2 separate regions of the Macaca mulatta genome follow, and region 2 is linked to region 1. The links are chromatin contacts, called in public Hi-C maps. All regions are on one chromosome and are shown on one strand. The core of a region is the stretch at or near the end of the contact, and the rest is flanking DNA. Distances in the headings are between cores, read along the strand shown.

Region 1 (5,423 bases), core at 545-3,044:
AACAACAATAATTCAGCTTGAGCTTTAAAAATACTCCAGCATGTAAAAATAGCGTAGGCTGACTAACACTGAAAAAAGAAAAGCCAGACACTATATTGTTTTCACCGTAGCTCTGCCATCATCAGAATCCTTTCCTGAAAGGTGCAACACTCAACGCTTCACCACGACGGCCACAGAGGGCAGTGTGCACCCACGGCAAAGGCGAAGGCAGAAACGGTGCAAATCTCTTCACCATTGGAGGAGGCTCTACCAGCCTCTACCCTATCCAGCTCGATTTTAGCAAGTTCTGCAGGTAAAGTGGTGTGACAGATCTACGCGATTTCATCCGGGGGCTGCTCTCGGATGCACGGTCAGTAACATGCTGACAACCTTACCGTAGTGAGAGCGCAATCCGACAACGGCAGAAAATTCAGATAAGCAGCACGATCAGAAATCCTAGCGTGCATACGATTTATCACGAAAGAGTAAAACAAAACATTCCTTTTTCAGGAATTAAATTACTGAATCTCAATTACGAATTCAGGAATAAGTGGAGAGTAGACAATGTGTCCGATTAAAATCAAAAGCAAAATTATACTGAACTTTCTAATAAAACAAATTTGAAAAAAGTGTTGTTAGGGAGCAGGAAAAACACCATGATCTGTCACTCTACAGATATTAAGATACAGTGCTGAGTTACACATGCCACCGTCAATAACGCCTCAGCTGTACTCTCCATAGTTTTAAAAAAGAACATGTCAAAAAAGAACATTACAAACATGTCAACTTTCAATTTAAATCAGCAGGGGGGAAAAGGGAAGTCCTTTACTGTGTGGTGGTGCTGTTTTCCCTCTGAAAATTGAAAAGACGATTTATTCAGTCCGAGTTTCAGGAGCAACTTTGTATCCCATCCCTAATTATCTATGTATATAAATTTTCATCTAAATTACCGCCTCCTGGAAAATGCAAAGCGGGTGGAGTGTGTTTTAGAGCTCTGTGCTCTTGGCAAGCCAACTGTTTTAATTCCCGGTACAACAAATTAATAAGAACCGAACACTAGCGGCGGGGAATTCTGAGACCTCTGGGGAACGCGAGGAGCACGGTTCCGGGGAGCGCCGTGTCCCGGGAAGCGCCCGGGCTCAGCCGGAGCAGCAGCGCTCCCCGGGGGCCTGGCCGAGCCGGGTCCGCGGCGCCCGCGCGCCGCCCCCGGAGCCCGCAGTGGTGCCGCAGCCTCCGCGGCCGCAGCAAGTGGGACCCGGCCGGCCCGGCAGGCCCCGTTCCCCGCCGCGAGGTGCAGGCGCCGCGGAGCTCTTCGAAAACGGCTGCACGACGTCACGGCCGCGGCTTTTATTGTTCGCGTGGAATTACTTCTTGCCATCACATCTGGAGAAAGAGAGGCCTTCGCTCCACGACAGGAATCTCACAACTTTGCAAACGGATGCGCGGAATTCTACCGAAGCGGCGCCAGGGCGCCGCTCGGAGGGCCCCCCTGGGCCCATGGGCCTCCTGGCCGCCTTCCCGACCCGATCCCCCTTCCCACTCGCGCCCGCGAACGTCGGCCGGACTCGCAAGGGTCGGAGGCGGCGCGCCCGGAGAGCCGGTGGAGCCGGGCAGGGCGCGCGCCCCGCGGTCCGCTCAGAGTAGCCGCGAGCACCGCCAGACAAAGAGGCGCGTCGGGTCCCGGGCGCGGGTAAGGGACGCAGGGCGGCGCGCTAGCCTCGGCCCGCAGGGGGCGCCGTCCGCGGCCCCAGCGCTGGTCCTTACCTTTGAGGACCGAGCAGAGCCGCTCCAGGGCCATGTTCCCGAGCTGCCCGGCGCTTCGCGAGGGGCTGAGGTGGCGGCGGTGGCGGCGGCGCGGCGCTCACGGCCCGGCGCGGCGGCGGTGGCCCCGCTCTGTCCCCATCGCCGGCCAGCAGCTGCCTCCCCGCGGGGTAGGGCTCAGGTCCTGCGGCCCGCCATGCCCGAGCCCCCCGGTGGGCTCCCGCGCGGCCCGAGCCCCCCGACGGGCGCCGCCTCCTGCTCCGCGTCGCCCCGTCCCATCGACCGCCCGAGGGCCGAGGGGTGAGGGCGCGCGGCGCGGGACTGGCTGGCAGCTCCGCCCGCGGCCCCGGTGCAGGATCCACTGAAGTGGCGTGCGCGGGGCGCCCAGGCTCATTTAAGCAGGGAGCGCGAGCGCCGCGTGCCGGCCGCGCTGCCTGTGCGCATGTGCCCGACCTGCCCCGCCCCGCGCCTCGCGCGCCCGCCGCGGCCTCGCGCCCTGGGACGGCTTTGCTCCCCGCCGGCTGCAGTTAGGGCTGGGGGCCGGCGGGCTGCGGGGTCCGTCGGGGGGGGGGGCGCGGGGGCGCCTCCCGCCGTGGCTGCGCAGCGGCCTCCTCCGAGAGGCTGGGCGCCGGGGCAGTGCCCGGCCTGTGCCCAGCCGCCCGCGCAGGGCGCCCGGGGCAACTGGCCGAGCCCTCGAGGCCTCTCGCCTGACGGAGGCGCCCGGGAAGCGCCGCCCACCTCGGCCCCGCGCCCTCGCCGGCCTGCGCGGTATCCGCCAGCCCTCGCAGACAGAGGGGCGCCGGCCCCTGGTCCCCTAGACCTCCATTGAAGGTCAAAACTTTGCTCGACCCGGGGCAGGGAGGCGCGGACCTCGGCAGAGGGAGCCCGAGGCTTTCCGTGCTCTTCGCGCCGGTGAGTTCCCGACCCGCGGCGCTGCCGGCGTTTCCCCGGCGCCCGCCAGGTTGACGGACACTTTAGTACCAACTCCTGAGACTCCCCCTCATGAAGTAGGTTTTAGGGAATGGGAAAGTCGAGGCCAGAGAGGTGAAACCATTCGTCCAGAGCCACACAGCGAATGAGCGGCGGGGCTGTGCACCCTCCCCACGGGCTGCCCTCTTAGCAGCTAGCCACTACGCTGGGCGGCTTCGCCCGCTGATGGGAGTCTCCAGGTCTGCCAAGAACTGCCTGGCTCTTGGTGGTATTCTTGATCCTGCTTTATTTTCTCCATAGCGATTATTACACTGATATGACATTCCTTACTTATTTGTTCATCCTTTGTATTTCCTTCACCCCCACACCATTAAGATATCAGCTGCTTGCAGGCGGGGAGACTGCATTCTTTTTTTTCACTCTACACATATGTATTGGGTGTTAATTATGTGCAAAAGACAATGATTGGTGCTGGAGATACAACCGTGATCAAGGCCTTACCATAATAGACTGTTTATGCCTGTCTCTGTGTGTAGTAGGAACTCTGTAAATGTTTGTTTAACCAATTGTAGCGAAAGACAATGTCAGGCAGCCGAAACATTTTTCAAGTATTAAGCTCTTTTCTCTTACTTTGTATTCCTCCAAGAAAGACACAAAAGCATAAATCACGAGATTTACAAAGGAAAAACATATTTAACACCAATTAATACCCAGGTGTTTCTCCCTTTGCCGTGTGCTATGGATGGGGGTATAAAAGATGGGTAAGTTTGGGTTCCTAAAGGTAACCACCTACTACAGTTAAGATCGCGTGCAAGAATCAATTAGGAAATTAAACATTTAAGAACTTTTTCCCGTGGATATAAAAAGGTGGCTCACGCATGTAATCCCAGCACTTTGGGAGACCGAGGCAGGTGGGTCACCTGAGGTCAGGGGTTCGAGACCAGACTGGCCAACATGGCGAAACCCCGTCTTTACTAAAAATACAAAAATTAGCTGGGTGTGGTGGCATGTGCCTGTAGTCCCAGCTATTAGAGAGGCTGAGGCAGGAGAATCACTTGAACCCAGGAGGCGGAGGTTGCAGTGAGTTGAGATCACACCACTGCACTCCAGCCTGGGCAACAGCGAGACTCCATCTCAAATAATAATAATAATAATAAGGTAGCATATTAGTAGAATAGGACAGTAAGAAGACCATATTAAGTATAAGTCACAGACAACAGTGAACCGAAAAAATTTGAGAGGAAGGGGCTCTCAAATAAGGGGCTCTTAAATTAAGAACATAGTAGGTTCTTAATGTGAAGTTGTTGACTGAAGGAAAAATCTGTGTGTGATGTCATCAGAGAAGGCTTCCTGAAGGAGGTGACACACAAACCATGGAAATGCTTGGAGTGGCGAGAGGAGAGGAGGCAGAAGAAGAGCTCAGCAGGCAGGGAGCAGGGTGAGCCTAGAACATGGGGTGAGTGTTGTGTTTTGTATTAAAGATGAGGTTGGACATGGTGGGCTTTGATTATGGAGATAGGTGCTCAAATGCTAGTTAGGTGAATGATTACTTTTAATAGTGGAGTAATGGAGTTCTGGGAAGATTCTTTTGGCAGTTGAGGTTGTAATAAAAGGGGAGAGATTAGAGCAACCACAAGAATACCAAAAGTAGATCTATAATACTTCTACATTTACATTTACTTTAGAAGCTCTTACTTGTATTATTTTGATTAAACCTAAAAAGTCTTTTCCTTTAGAATGTTGGCTTGGAAGTAGATTCCAACTGGGAATGTTCATTTTGTGGCTCCCTTTTAAGACACCTACCTTTTAGATGTGCTGGTGGAATCGTCTGCAGTCGATTTTTCGAGGAATGTAGGAAAGCACAGATCAGAGCTGAGACTACTGTGTGGCCATATGTTAGCCAAATCAAAAGGGAAGCAGTTTTCATATCTCTCACTCGGGCGTTCTGTATTTGAATTATTATTTTCCTGGAAGATCACCCAGTGGCACCCAGTCTGTTCCCAGATTACCTGGCAGTTTCCGGGTGACTGAGGACTCGGCTTTCCTTGTGTCCTGCTGGTCTCCCAGGCATCCATTCAGGCCCTCCAGCTCCTCACAGTCATTCCTATAGCTTGAATTGGGTTTTCTCTAAGTCTCATGTAGTACTTGAATGGTATTGCATGGCATTTACTTGTTACTAGAATGGATCTTTTTTTTTTTTTTTTTTTTTTGAGATGGAGTCTCACTCTGTCACCAAGGCTGGAGTGCAATGGCTCCATCTCTGCTCACTGCAACCTCTGCCTCCCGGGTTCAAGCGATTCTCCTGCCTCAGCCTCTCAAGTAGCTGGGATTACAGGTGCCTGCCACTACACCTGGCTAATATTTTTCTTTGTATGTTTAGTAGAAATGGGGATTCACCATGTTGGTCAGGCTGGTCTCGAACTCCCAACCTCAGGTGATCTGCCTGCCTGGGCCTCCCAAAGTGCTGGGATTACAGGTGTGAGCCACCACACCCGGCTGATGAACCATTTTTTTAAAAGAAAGCATTGTATTGCCATTGTTGATACACTTAACAGATTTTTGTTGTGTCTCTGTTTTGCTGTTGTTTGGGAGTGTTAACATTTTATTACATTACAGCCGAGGAAAGCAGGTTGTTGCGTTTGGAGATTGTTACTGTCTGTGTCCCCTCCTAGTTCATATGTTGAAGCCCTAACCCGCAGTGAGGCTGTATTTGAAGAGGAGGGCCTTCAGGGAAGTAATTAAGGTTAAATGAG
Region 2 (5,447 bases), core at 1,157-3,656, 310 kb after region 1:
TTTTCACTATTTTTCCAAAAAAATCACTTCCTACTCATATCTCACAACTAGTGGTTTTGCATCCCAACATTACAGGTAAGGCTGACTTTAAAGACAATCCAATCAGCTACGGCATATCCATTATTACATTAATGACTAATGTTTTTTCAAAATAATCATATTTGTACTTACTTGAAAGATACCTTTACTTTAGGTTTAAAATAGGGTGCATTCTGGTCTGCCAAAAAGACGATTAAGTCGTTTCCTAAAGGAAACAAATATATGATATTAGAAAAATGTTTCTTGGTAAGATACCCCATCAGTGGTTACAAGAAGGTTTCTGGGCACTGTTTTCAACAAGAAAACTTTTATTCTACTCCAGTTCATCTGCCCTCTCAAGGATAGTTCCACTAGGCCAATGGAGAGGCCTAACATTATATCACAAGTTCAATGTTCAAAGTAGCAGAGGAATAGAAAGGATGAACATGGGAAAAAGCAGCTGATCAAGAGAAACTGAAGCCAGTGGATTCTGCAAGGAGTCAGATTGGTTGACTTAAAAGAACCATATAAAGAAGATGCCTTATAACTATACTACATGTCAAGACTTGTCTTCCCCGAATCTAGCAATGCTGCCTCTTGTAACGCTGTTTGGTTCATTACACAGATGCATCACACCAAAGATGCAGGGACTCCCACTGTAGATATCTGACAAGGACATAATTAAGCATGTGAGCATAAAACGCTGAATCCTCCAAGACCCTTCTCCTATTGGGCCATCCTCTAGAGGCTGACACATTCTTGGAGCTCAATTAGCACTCATTGAGACAGACTTTTGGAATTGTTTAATCAAACACAGGCCATCTTTAAAGTCAATGCTACTCTCTGTATCCAGTTTGGACAGAGTGGCAACAAGTTTTTGGCAGTACATTGCAAAATGAGGAGTCAAAAAGATTGGGAAAATATTCAGGGTCCGTAAGAGGCTCCTGCATCCTGGCAAGGGCCCCAAGAAGTCTGGTTTAGGATCCTGTCAGACAAGCTCTGAGTAGCTCTTCCTTCCTTCCTTCGTGGCATTGATCTTTAAGCAGCACCTACTTCTGTAGGTACTCAAGAACGCTAAGACCCCCTAATGCCCACTGTCAGCATTAAGATTTATAAAAAAGTTAGTTTAATGATGGTCAAAGGAAATAATTTCCAAGAACAAGTTAGCAAAGAAAGTAGAGATTTGGAACACTAAAGTGATGACCAAGGTGAGGAAAGTGTACACGAAAGAACAGGCAGCTCAAGAGAGAAATTTCTGTAGTTTGAGACTGCTTTCCCAAGGAGGCATTGGTTTTATCAGTGGTCCCTGCAAAATGCTTGTGTGAGCTGTTGAGTGTTTACGCCCTTGGAAGGGTACATTTGCTTCAAAGAAAGCTGTGGCCTTGACAAAGGGGGGGCGGGGGGCGAATTAGGTAGGTGGGGAGGCAAGGAGAAGCCCCCTATGAGAAGACATTGTCAAGCTGCACCTTTTCCTGTTCATCAACGGGGAAGGAAGACTGAAGCAAAATAGAATGGAATGAGAGGGCCTTAGGAGCGAACGTTGAGGCAAGCTACAAAGATTCCTAAGAATCAGGAAGCACTTTGGAAGGCAGGTGATTCCATAGGGAGGAGGGGGAAGGGTGACTGGGAGAAGGCTGCAGACTTCTTAGGCAAAAAACTGGGGTGCTGTCAGGGGGTAGGTCAAACTGTAGGGTGGCTGGGTCAGAACTTGGGGTTGGAAAGGGTGGTGCAAAAGGGCAAACTGTCAATAATGCTAAAGGGAAGGCCACAGGGCTGGGAGAGAAAGGCCAGGAAATGCTAAAAGACCGGCCACTGGGCAATGGGTTTAGGGAACACCGGGAGGGGCACACGGACAGCGAACAGAGGGAGGGCCCGGCAAGCACTGACTTTCCCGCAGCACGAAGAGGTCCGTCTGCTTGTCGGAGTTGAGGTCCCCGAAAGCCGCAAGGGTGCCCCAGGCCTCGGCCCCAAAGAGCTCGGCCGTGACGTTGTGCAGCGCCCGCGCTGGGACCGGCCCGACTCCCAGTAGTGCAAGCCCCGTGAGGAGAGGCGACAGGAGCGTCCAGGAGCTCGGCAGCCGGCCCGCCGCCGCCATGGCAGCCCCTCGGCCCCCGCCCGCCGGCCCAGCGCCGCGCTTGACGGCAGCCGTAAAGCACCGCGTTACCGGCCGAGAGAGTGACTAGCAGCCCCGGGACGCGTAAGAGCCGCTGCCGGATCCTTTTTCTCTCTCCCACTAGGGCTGCCCTTCCGACGCTAAAAAGACAGTGGAGCTAGGGTGAAAGCCGCCCTCACGCTCACTTCCGGCAGGCGCGCCTCCCGACAGTGTCGTGCGGGGGGCGTGGCCGAGCGGGCATTGCTGACAGGCGGCCCCGGGGGCGGTGGCCAAGGCGGCGGCTGGAGCGCGATGGCGGGGGCGGCGGGGCTCACGGCCGAAGTGAGCTGGAAGGTCTTGGAGCGAAGAGCTCGGACCAAGCGCTCAGGTTTGGCTGGCTGGGGCGCCGCCCCCCTCCCCGAGTACCTGGGGTGGTGCTTCATCCTCAAGCACCTTGGTGGGAGGCAGGCGGGGGCCCTGGGAATGAACCTGTGCCCCGAGTTCTCCCTTAGAAACAGTTGGCGGCCCTGACCTTGCTTCTGATATCTTCATCCACCTCTAAAAATTAGGTGGTGGTGCCTACTCCATTGTGTGTGTGCCCCCGACTCTATTCAACTTATGATCCCCACTCGGAAAGTAGGCAGCGGTCCGGACTTCCCTTAGAGTCTTCTAACTTAAAAATCTGGCGGCGGCACATTCCTGGGAAAGGGAATGTGTCCTCCCTGTGAATGTTCTCCCCAAAAGTCAGATAGCTTAATCAGATCAAGTCAGATGTAACTACGATCGGGCTGCAGAAAGCCGGCGTCTGCTCCTTGCCTTATGTCTTATATCCCTTTTACATTCCCACAGGTTCTAAGCAGTAGACCTGTCATCTGTCTAGCAGAAATTGAAGGAGACTGGGCCTCAGATCTTGAAGTGCATAGTTAGGGCTCAGAAGGAAAAGGGGCTCCTTAAGTGGTTCCAGGTTGTGTGGTTACCAAGCCAGAAAGCGTAGAGGTCAGAAGGTGCCTTGCAGGCAGTTTTAACAGTTTCAAGTGTCCCGAACTGACTTGTTCAAACTGCAAGTCATGACTTGTGGCATTATCAGCACTTGTGGCTGATGACTCCTAAAAGCTGGGATTAAAACTTCCCGTATTCCTGGCTGGCTGGATATAATCTTGAGCAAAAAGCATGTACTTAAACAGGAAAGGTGGAAGGCAGAATACAGGTTTTCAACTAAGGAGCTTCCCTTTTAAAGAACTGCATCATTGGGGGGGCGGTAGTGTGAAAGGCCTTAGCTAGGAAAATTAACTTTGCACTTGCATTGATATTAAGAAATTATTTTCGGCCGGATGCGGTGGCTCATGCCTGTAGTCCCAGCACTTTGGGAGGCCGAGGTGGGCGGATCACCTCAGGTCAGGAGTTCGAGACCAGCCTGGCCAATCTGGTAAAACCCCATCTCTACTAAAAATACAAAGCTTAGCTGGGCGTGGTGGCGGGCACCTGTAACCCCAACTACTCGGGAGTCTGAGGCAGGAGAATTGCTTGAACCTGGGAGGCAGAGGCTGCAGTGAGTGGAGGTCACACCACTGCACTCCAGCCTGGGTGACAGAGGGAGACTCCGTTTCAAAAAAAAAAAAAAAGGAAAAAAAGAAATTATTTTCTCAGCTAATATGTCCTCCTTATGTTTTGGGCTTTTCCCATTTATGAAGTTCTTAGTTGTCTGTTGTGCACATTTTTTTTTTTTTTTTTTAATTTGGAGAAAGTAAATCTAATTTCTGAAAATCTAATTTCAGAAATCATACACCCAACATTCTGTTTTTTATACCTTACAAAAAGTTGAGCTTTATTTACTCAGAGTTATAGTAAAATTACCAACTGTGAAGTATGAGGTAATTTTTTCAAAAAGTAGTCCTTAGTACTACTAAAAATCAATAAAGTGACTTGGAATAGTTAGATGTATTTGTTTCACACTTTTTCTTAAATTGTTTTTGAGTCATATAGAAATACTGAGTTGGCTACTAACAATGTGGCTATCTGGATATAAAAGTGTTATTGGATTGGTTATATCTAAACAGAGAGTAACCGGAGTTTTCTTACAGGGACCTGAGTACTGCCCCCAACATATATTTTTGCAAGATTTCTCTTTTCCTTTCATAAGCACGTAGAGTTTATTTTCTTTGTTAGTCTTTGTTTCCTCTGAAATGCATGCCATTAACAGTAAGCTTTGAAAACCTTACTTCTCTTTTCTTAGCTGAGAAAAAAAATTTTAGTGTTAACTGTTGTTGAATGCAGTTATGTAAATCCACTTTTATATGCAAAGTGCATAGTATCAATGTTGAATGTTCCTGTATGTTTACATCCTAGTAGTAAAAAGAGATACCACTTGAATTCATTACTCCAAATTAGTAGTTAAATTTGAGGTTTCAGATTCTTATAAGTATATGAAGTACAGATGATAAAGTTAGTAACTCGAGTTAAAAACTTCCTGTGTCATTAAAAGCAATCAACTTGATTCTGTTTGTTACTTTTAGAAGAATATATAAATGGAGCTTTGTTAGAAACCGACTAACCTGCCTGGAGCATAGAGTCCTCCTCACAGAGTTCTGAGCATTGTTACATAGTAGCATAATTACTTCACTGCACAATAGAGGATACTACTTTTATGTAATATTTAATAAGCGGATATTATATAGTTCCTGTCTCTTCCATATGAGCAAGTGTAATTTATCAAACCAAAGAAAATCACATATTCAAGTCATAAAAGAGAAAATAAAATTATAATGATCCTCAGTTACTGCCTTCGTTGTGCACTGCATCATGTTAATAACTGCTCACACTGCTTTCAATTAATTTAACACTGATTGCTTCTAACCTTTACTAAACAGTTTTAAAATTGCTGTAGCTTAGCCTGTGACGCTTATGATTAGAGCCAACAATTTGAAATGGCCTGCTCACCTGATGCAGTCGTCTCTTCGTCTTCTACTTTCTTAAGGTCTGGTAAGTGTTGTAGACCCCAAAAGGGTCACTTGGTAATTTTAAATACCTTTGTTTCTGACGGTTGATTTCACTATAAGATATCATTATGTCTTTATTTCTTGTTTGGTGGGCCCAGGCCTGAGTACCAGGCTGGTGTTAGGTTTAACTTTACATTGTGTTTTGAATGTGGCCTATTGTGTTCTTCTCATGTGGGGTTTGAAAAGGACAGAAAGTGGAGTGCCTGCCCTGATACTTGCAAGCTGTTTGAGCAGAGGCAGTTCCTCAGTGTCTGGGAGCTCCCATTGTCAAATGTGCACATAGTGTATTTCTTAAATGATTTTTGTCTTCTTGCCACAAAGGAAGTAACTTTTACAAATTA

What was found. Hi-C and Micro-C count contacts between places; a contact is called where the count stands out from the background.
Region 2: a Hi-C map of fetal cortex germinal zone shows a contact between it and region 1, with 5 times the contacts expected there. The contact joins the promoter of PHKB here to the promoter of NETO2 in region 1. A contact is called at or near these places in 3 of 14 Hi-C or Micro-C datasets (cortical neurons, fetal cortex germinal zone and fetal cortical plate).

The regions. Positions count from the first base shown.
Region 1 is chr20:42,584,553-42,589,975 of T2T-MMU8v2.0, forward strand. NETO2 (neuropilin and tolloid like 2) reads right to left here and starts at 1,795. Exons shown (of 9, transcript NM_001266059.1): 1 at 1,744-1,795. The coding sequence starts at 1,777. It overlaps LOC106995002, which reads left to right and starts at 2,055. Exons shown (of 4, transcript XM_077987197.1): 1 at 2,055-2,652. The coding sequence starts at 2,183. The coding sequence ends at 2,569.
Region 2 is chr20:42,888,982-42,894,428 of T2T-MMU8v2.0, forward strand. It overlaps PHKB (phosphorylase kinase regulatory subunit beta), which reads left to right and starts at 2,407. Exons shown (of 32, transcript NM_001261044.1): 1 at 2,407-2,498; 2 at 4,995-5,089. The coding sequence starts at 5,035. It overlaps ITFG1 (integrin alpha FG-GAP repeat containing 1), which reads right to left and starts at 2,124. Exons shown (of 16, transcript XM_077987196.1): 1 at 1,906-2,124; 2 at 172-244. The coding sequence starts at 2,113.